Linked DNA regions of Mus musculus: region 2 is linked to region 1. Evidence: chromatin contacts called from public HiChIP or PLAC-seq data. All regions are on one chromosome and are shown on one strand. Each heading gives the region's core, a stretch centred on a gene start, on an enhancer-like site or on the middle of the called end of the contact. The rest is flanking DNA. Distances are from core to core; before and after follow the strand shown. Region 1 overlaps Map2k1 (mitogen-activated protein kinase kinase 1). Region 2 holds the start of Tipin (timeless interacting protein).

What was found. HiChIP or PLAC-seq counts read pairs in DNA pulled down with a chosen protein or histone mark.
Region 2: an H3K27ac HiChIP or PLAC-seq map of embryonic stem cells shows a contact between it and region 1, with 10 read pairs. The contact joins the promoter of Tipin here to the enhancer-like site in region 1. A contact is called at or near these places in 5 of 39 promoter capture datasets (cranial neural crest, embryonic stem cells, frontonasal cranial neural crest and 2 more), 1 of 484 Hi-C or Micro-C datasets (bone marrow-derived macrophages), 9 of 115 datasets of contacts at active chromatin or transcription factors (the HPC-7 cell line, embryonic stem cells, extraembryonic endoderm stem cells and 3 more) and 3 of 9 other capture datasets (adipose tissue, liver and pancreatic islet).

Annotation. Positions count from the first base shown.
Region 1 is chr9:64,219,028-64,222,704 of GRCm38.p6, forward strand. All of the region lies in intron 1 of Map2k1 (mitogen-activated protein kinase kinase 1), which reads right to left. Among named protein-coding and RNA genes, the nearest start is that of Uchl4, 14 kb to the right of the region's middle. Within about 2 kb of position 1,769, at least 27 of the 459 cell types and tissues checked have an H3K27ac peak or open chromatin away from gene starts, as enhancers often do. A contact at or near this core is called in embryonic stem cells and extraembryonic endoderm stem cells, where this site is marked.
Region 2 is chr9:64,279,972-64,283,529 of GRCm38.p6, forward strand. It overlaps Tipin (timeless interacting protein), which reads left to right and starts at 1,614. Exons shown (of 8, transcript NM_001324557.1): 1 at 1,614-1,676.

The DNA.
Region 1 (3,677 bases), core at 519-3,018:
TGAAGATCATGGCAGCAGCTCAGCTTCTACTGTTCACTGGAAAGAAACCAATCAATAAGGTGTTGCTATTCAGGGTCACCTCATCTTGTACTGAGAAGCCAGCCACAAGTCTTGTTTTTCCCTCTCAAGGTGAAATGCTTCAAGCAAAGGAAACAAGAAGAGAGGTCCTTACTGCTGATCCACACCACAAATCCACAAAGCTCAGAGGACAAAAACCTGCCTCTTTTGAAACCATTATTTTTAACTAAAGTCACCAAAAATGACACTGGAAATTAAAAAACAAAACTAGAGCTCCAACAGTCTGTCTCAGTCTGTCTCAGTCTCTGTCTCTGTCTCTCTCTTTCTCTCTCCCTCCCTCCCTCCCTCCCTCTCCCTTTCCCACACACACACACACACACACACACACACACACACACACACACAGAGCCCTCCTTCTCTCCAGAGACCAGCTGTGATCCACTCAAACTCCCTCAAGTACAAAAACAGCACAGTGAAATGTGAATTCTGCACCATGGCTGTCTAACAGTAAACACAAGTTCAAGGAGATACAAGAAGATTATGGGCTTGAAATGGCAATGCACAGAAAAACAAGGGTTGTCACTTGGAGTCTGGAAACATCAGTAGCACCATGAAAGAATGATACTCTGGGTAAGACCGCTGGCTCTTCCCTCTCCCTCCAGGACCTGCTAAGCCTAATTATAATTACACTGCCATACTGGGGGTCTTGTGGCTTAACAGTTTAAATTAAGCAGTAAAAGAGAGACCTCAAGGACATCAAATGGATTCAATCCTCATTGTACAGAACAGGAAAGTGAGGCTTAGAGAGGACAAGGTGGCAGGTCTCCCAGCTCCCAGAACTCTTTTCTTCTTTTTAAAGACCCGCCCACCCAAAACAGGATCTCACTTGTAACCCTAGCAGTTCTGAACTCCTGGAACTCATTATACAGACCAGGCTGTCCTGAAACTCATCCCAAGTGCTGGGGTTAACCTCCCTAGTGCTGGAATTACAGACGGGCATGACCATGTCAGGAACACAACTTTCAAGATCTCTCACACTTCTCTCGATAGCTACTGAACTTAGAAGCTGGTTTAAGGATTATAGGACGTGGAGTTATACATTGCCTAGACAAAAGAACTATGTCGTCCTCAAGCTTCCAGACACAAATCATAGGTGCACGCCAGCACAGCCAGCTTGATAGGTGGCAGGCTCTGTCTTGCTAAGAGAGTACACTAAAGAGAGGGCAGAGGCATGGGCGTGGTAGTCCACGCCTTTAAACCCAGCATTTGGGAGGCAGAGGCAGGCGGATTTCTGAGTTCGAGGCCAGCCTGGTCTACAGAGTGAGTTCCAGGACAGCCAGGGCTATACAGAGAAACCTTGTCTTGAAAAAATAAAAAAAGAACACCGGAGAGGTGGCTCACCGGTTATAGGCACTCTCTGCTCTCACAGAGGGCTGGAGTTTGTCTCACAGCCACCTGTAAGTCCTTTTCTGACTTTTTATGCCTGCCCCAAAGAGTTTTTTAAATTTAAATATTTTATTTGGATGTATGAATGTTTTGCCTGGATGTATGCATGTACACCATGTACATGTCTAGTGCCCAAAGGTTCCTCTAATGCTCAGAGAAGGCCTAAGTCAGAAATGGTTTTTTGTAACCAAGATCTACTAGTCTTGTAGAGATTAGAGATTTGTACTGAACTAAGGAACAGGGCTAAGAAGATAAACAGGTAAGGAAAAGAATGGGCTGCCGGGTGTGGTGCCTTACACTACAATCCTAGGAGGCAAAGGTCAATGACTCTCAAGAATTTCAAGCTAGCCTAGGCTACAGAGTACAACCCAGACTCAGAGAGAAAAAAGGGAGGAAAAAGAAAGGAAAGGGGACTGACTTACTAGCATAAATTATTCTGCAGACAATGACATAGACTTAATGAGCTGGGAAAGGTGACCTGTGTCTTTATCCTAGTACTCAGCATGCAGCTCTGTGGGGTTAAGGTCGGCTAGTCTACAAAGCCAGCCAGCCAGGGTGCAAATGAGACCTTGTTTATAAAAAAAGATATTGTGAGATAGATATATGAAAAAAGTATTGCTTAAAAGAAAAAATGTCAGCCAAGTATTGCTAGCGCACGCCTTTAGTCCCAGCACTTGACAGACAGAGGCAGGTGACCCTGTGAGTTCAACATCAGCCTGGGCTATACAAAGAAACCCTATCATGAAAAACCTAAAGGAAAAAGAAAAGAAAAAAATGTCACTTAGAACAAATGTTTATCTTCCTTTGCAGATAGCTTCCAAGTCAATAAACAAACCTTTACAAAAACCAAGGAAATAGATTTAATTAAAAAGAAATCACTAAGACTCATATTCCTATCCTCCTAAACAAAGATGACAAAAAGGCGCACGCCTTTAATCCCAGCACTTGGGAGGCTGAGGCTGAGGCAGGCCTGGTCTACAAAGTGAGTTCCAGGACAGCCTGGTCTACAAAGTGAGTTCCAGGACAGCCAGGGCTACACAGAGAAACCCTGTCTCGAAAAACCAAAAAAAAAAAAAAAAAAAAAAATACCTTCCCACAGTGTTTTTTCAGACAGTCACACTAAGGCACACACACACACACACACACACACACACGCACGCTGGAGTGATGGAACCACCCACTCCATACACAGGCTGATCCCAATACTGAACAACATCCTGAATCAGAGGGTGGTGTCGTGCTGCTGCTTGAATGCAGTAAGAGCACTTCTAACTCTACCTGGGTGGACAACAGTAACAGCAATGAAATAACTCCTGAATGGTCACTCTTCTACACAGCACAGGAAGGAATTAAAAGTTTGGGGAGAGGGGAAACATCAACAAATGAACGGCAAAAAGACCAACAATAATCTGATAAAAAGTAGAATTTAGATGCAAAGATGGGTGTCTCAAATACTAGAGCATGGCATGCATGTTAATTTACTTGAGACCAGGGACAAGTACAGAACTCTTCCATGGTAGGAGTCTGGAAGGTCAGACTTTGACTCTCCCTTCAAACAGTGATGAAGAAAAAATTCCTATCTTTCAAACAAAACACCCCTGGTTCATCCCTGATACCAGGTACTTTGCTATTATAGTGACTTATTCCCAGGGGAAAGGGATAAAGGTTTTGTAAGCTGTGAGGAGGAACTCCCAGGCTGACATACTCTGAGGGATGTGGGGAAGAGGAAGAGCATGGCCGAGACAAGCTCACTGGGAAAAGCAGAAGCATAAAAATAGTGGAAGCCACACAGGCTAGAAGGGTAGTCAGGAGGGCCCAGGACGGTAAAAGCAAAAAGAGCCTAATTACAGCCCAGTTGGAACCCAGATGAACACATCCTCTTCCTCAGGGTTAGGGTTACAGATGGTGTGTGCAGCCATGTTGGTGCTGGGAATCAAGCTGCCAGTGTGCTAAAACTGCTGAGCCATCTGTCCAGCCCCCAGTTTTGGGTTTGTTTGTTTGTTTGTTTTGGGGGGTGTGGGGGGAAGGAGGGGAAGGCTTTTCTATGTAGCCCATGTTTGCCTAGAATTCATGCAGTACGCCACCACTCCTGGCACACACAGCTGTTCAATTAGGGAGAAGGTGAAAACACATTGTGACCACAATCCTAGACTGCATGATACAGCAGCAGGCAGTCAAGTTCCCAAGGAGAAAGGTGTGATGGTTTCTATATG
Region 2 (3,558 bases), core at 364-2,863, 61 kb after region 1:
GACAGCTATAGTGTACTTACATATAATAAATAAATAGATCTTTAAAAAATACTTTTATATGTATGGTTGTGTATGTAATACATATATGCCTGTGTACATACATACCCATGCATAAATAAACCTACATACATAAATAAACCATATATGCATCTATACATACCCATAACTACATGAATAAACCATTCATATTTACATACATATCCACACATATAAACATACATACATAAACCATGATATACATACATAAATCTACAGAGTGCTTGGTTCTCTGGAGGTCAGAAGAGAGCCTCAGATACCCTGGAATCATACACGGCTGTGTCACTATGTGAGTGTACTAGAGTCCCCTACATGAGCAACATGTACTCTTAATGGTTAAGCCATCTGTATGTCTCAGCCCCCCCCCCCCCCCTTTGAGACAGGGTCTCTCACTGTGCCTGGAACACATCAGTTAAACCTGGCTGGCTGGCTAGCCAGCTGGAGGAATCTGATTTTTGCCTTCTCAGAATCGGGATTCCGGGTAATATCAAGCTGTTTTTTAACCTGGGTATTGGAGATCTGAACTCAGCTCATCATGCAATGTGGGGGAGTCCTTTACCCTCTGAGGGATCTCCCCAACCCTGCCCTCCCTTTTTGTTGTTTGTTTTGAAACAATATCTCACTGTGTAGCACTGGATGGCCTGGAACTCCAGGGATCTGCCTAAGATTAAAGGTAAACACTGGATCCAATACTTTTTTTTTTTTTTTTTTTTTTTTTGATTTTTCGAGACAGGGTTTCTCTGTGTAGCTCTGGCTGTCCTGGAACTCACTTTGTAGATCAGGCTGGCCTCGAACTCAGAAATCCACCTGCCTCTGCCTCCCAAGTGCTGGGATTAAAGGCGTGTGCCACCTCGCCCGGCCGGATTCAATACTTTTAAAGAAAACAGGGAACCCTCCTTTTTTTGTTGTTGACATATTTCTTTTTTCTTTCTTAAAGATTTATTTTATGTATGTGAGTACACTGTAGCTGTCTTCAGACACTCCAGAAGAAGGCATCAGATCCCATTACAGATGATTGTGAGCCACCATGTGGTTGCTGGGGAATCGAACTCAGGACCTCTGGAAGAGCAGTCAGGGCTCTAGTCACTGAGCCCTCTCTCCAGCTCTTGACATATTTCTTTGGGTCTACACGTCTAACCCTAACTACAAACTACAATCTTTTCCTCATATCTTTATTTAATTAACAAAATTCATAGTCGTGGCATTTTGCTATTCTGAAGATGCAGTAATTTTCCAGCCAAAGTTGTTTGACACTACGTTTTACTCCTCTACAAATCAGTTTTCTTTTCTTTCTTTTTTTTTTTTTTCTCGTAGACGCTGGCCTGGAACCTGTGGCGATCCTCCTACCTCAGCCTCCGAGTGCTGGGATTCCAGGCGTGCACTATTATGCCTGGCTTCCATCGTTCGTGTTCTAAACCCGGAGACCTATTTCTGGAGCTAATAAAGCGCCCAGAACTCATTGCCGTCCCAGACATTCCGGATGGGTAGGCGGGCTTCCGAGCGCGGTGGGCGGGGCTCAGACCCTTAGGCTCCTCCCACGCCTCTTCGCCTACCCTTGGCGCCAAATTTCTCAGCTTGTCTCGCGGAGCCGAGTCTCGCGAGAAGCGGTGTTGGCGCGCTTGGCGGCGGCCGCTGTCTAGGTGAGGTGAGACCGGTTTCTGTGAGCGCAGATTTTGGAAGTGGAGCCCGCGTTGCAAAGGCGGCGCGGGGCGCGGGAGATGGGGTCTCACCCAGGAGCCAGGCGGAAGCGGGGCTGAGGAGGAGCGGGCGGAGCGGGTGGGAGGCGCCGCGGGAGGATGGCGGGCCTGCACCGGAGCCGCGCGCACGGACCTAGCTGAGAGGGAGGCTGGGAAGCGGACTCGAGGGGAGGCGAGGGAGAGGTGACATCCCTAGGGCTGGCGCCGACGGTGGGACGAGAGTGAGGGTGGTGGGACTTCCTTTAGGGCGAGGAGCTCCTGTTTTGACAACTAGGGAAAACGGTAGGTTGGAAACAGGTCCGGGAAGGACTTGTGGATCGGATGTTGAATTTGTCACGCACACTGCTCTGGGAGTTTGAGGACCTGGAGGGGGAAAGAGACTTAACTCGTTAGTGTCTAAAACACGTGTGACAGTTGTCAAGGAGAGAAGGAAGGGCTGTGAACATCTAATTCTTTACAAACACTGAGAGAAACCAGTTTACTGATAAGCCCCACTGTGCTTTTTTGGTTAATTGCTGGTTATTGTAGTTTTAAGTCCTGTTCTCAAACTCCCATTAGAATGGGATTGAGTGTACTAACTAGATGTTTTGAGGATTGGGGTGCTTGTTCTGGGCCTGGAACCCAGGCCAAGTGGTCCTAGGTAGAGTTATAATCTACCCTTGGTTCCCACATTTAAAGGTACTCAAAGACGTAGCGGTTTATTATCAGGAGCCAGTACTTTGTTTTTATAAATTTACGGTCACAAATTTAGAATTGGGGACAGCTAGTAAAGGCGATATAGTGCTGGGGAACAAGCCTTACTGAGTGTGATCCCTGGGTCTCATGCAAAGCTGGAAGGAAAGAATTGACTCTACCCACAGAGTCCTTTGCTACTTTGTGGATTCTTTCTTCCACCCTTCTCTACCCTTAATCTACCCTTTAGGCTCCCTAAAAAACGAGAGGATAGGGGGAAAAATGGCAACATTATCTTTACCCTGCAGATGAGGAGTGTCAAGTTCCTTGGGGCATGTTTGAGGCAAGGTGAGGACCTTGAGGATGTGTTATTTCTTCTCTTGCTCACCACTAAACAAAACCACAGCCAACAGCAAGCAGTCAATCCTGGCCTTTACCCTCTGAAAAGTCCTGAGGAAGCTATCTGCAGTTAGCAGAATCGCCGTTACAGCATTAGAGCTCAAGGCCTGTCATACCAGCTGCTGTGGGCAATCTGAAGCAGCCAATTCCCATACCAGGAGTTAAAATGAAGAAATAATATTTCTGTGCTTTTTTAAAAAAAAGATTTATTAATTTTATGTATGTAAGTATACTGTAGCTGCTTAGACACACCAGAAGAGGGCATTGAATCCCATTACAGATGGTTGTGAGCCACCATGTGGTTGCTGGGAATTGAACTCAGGACCTCTAGAAAAGCAGTCAGTGCTCTTAACTGCTAAGCCATCTCTCCAGCCCATTTCTGTGCTTTTTTTTTTTTTTAAAAAAGAAACCACCACTGGGCATGCCTTTAATCGCAGTACTTGGGAGGTAGAGGCAGGCGGATTTCTGAGTTCGAGGCCAGCCTGATCTATAGAGGTGAGTTCCAGGACAGCCAGGGCTACACAGAGAAACCCTGTCTTGAAAAACCAAAAAAACAAAACCCAAAAAAACAAAACCCACAATTCCAAAATTGTCATTACAGGTTGTCCTTTGACCTCCCCCGGTGGCACATAATGCACTCTTATTATACATACAACAAACATAAATTTAAAGAAGTAATAAATTTAGAAGTTTTGGGGATGTTTTAGACATGTCCTGAGTATAATATCTTTAGCTGTTTTTGTTTTTTAAGATT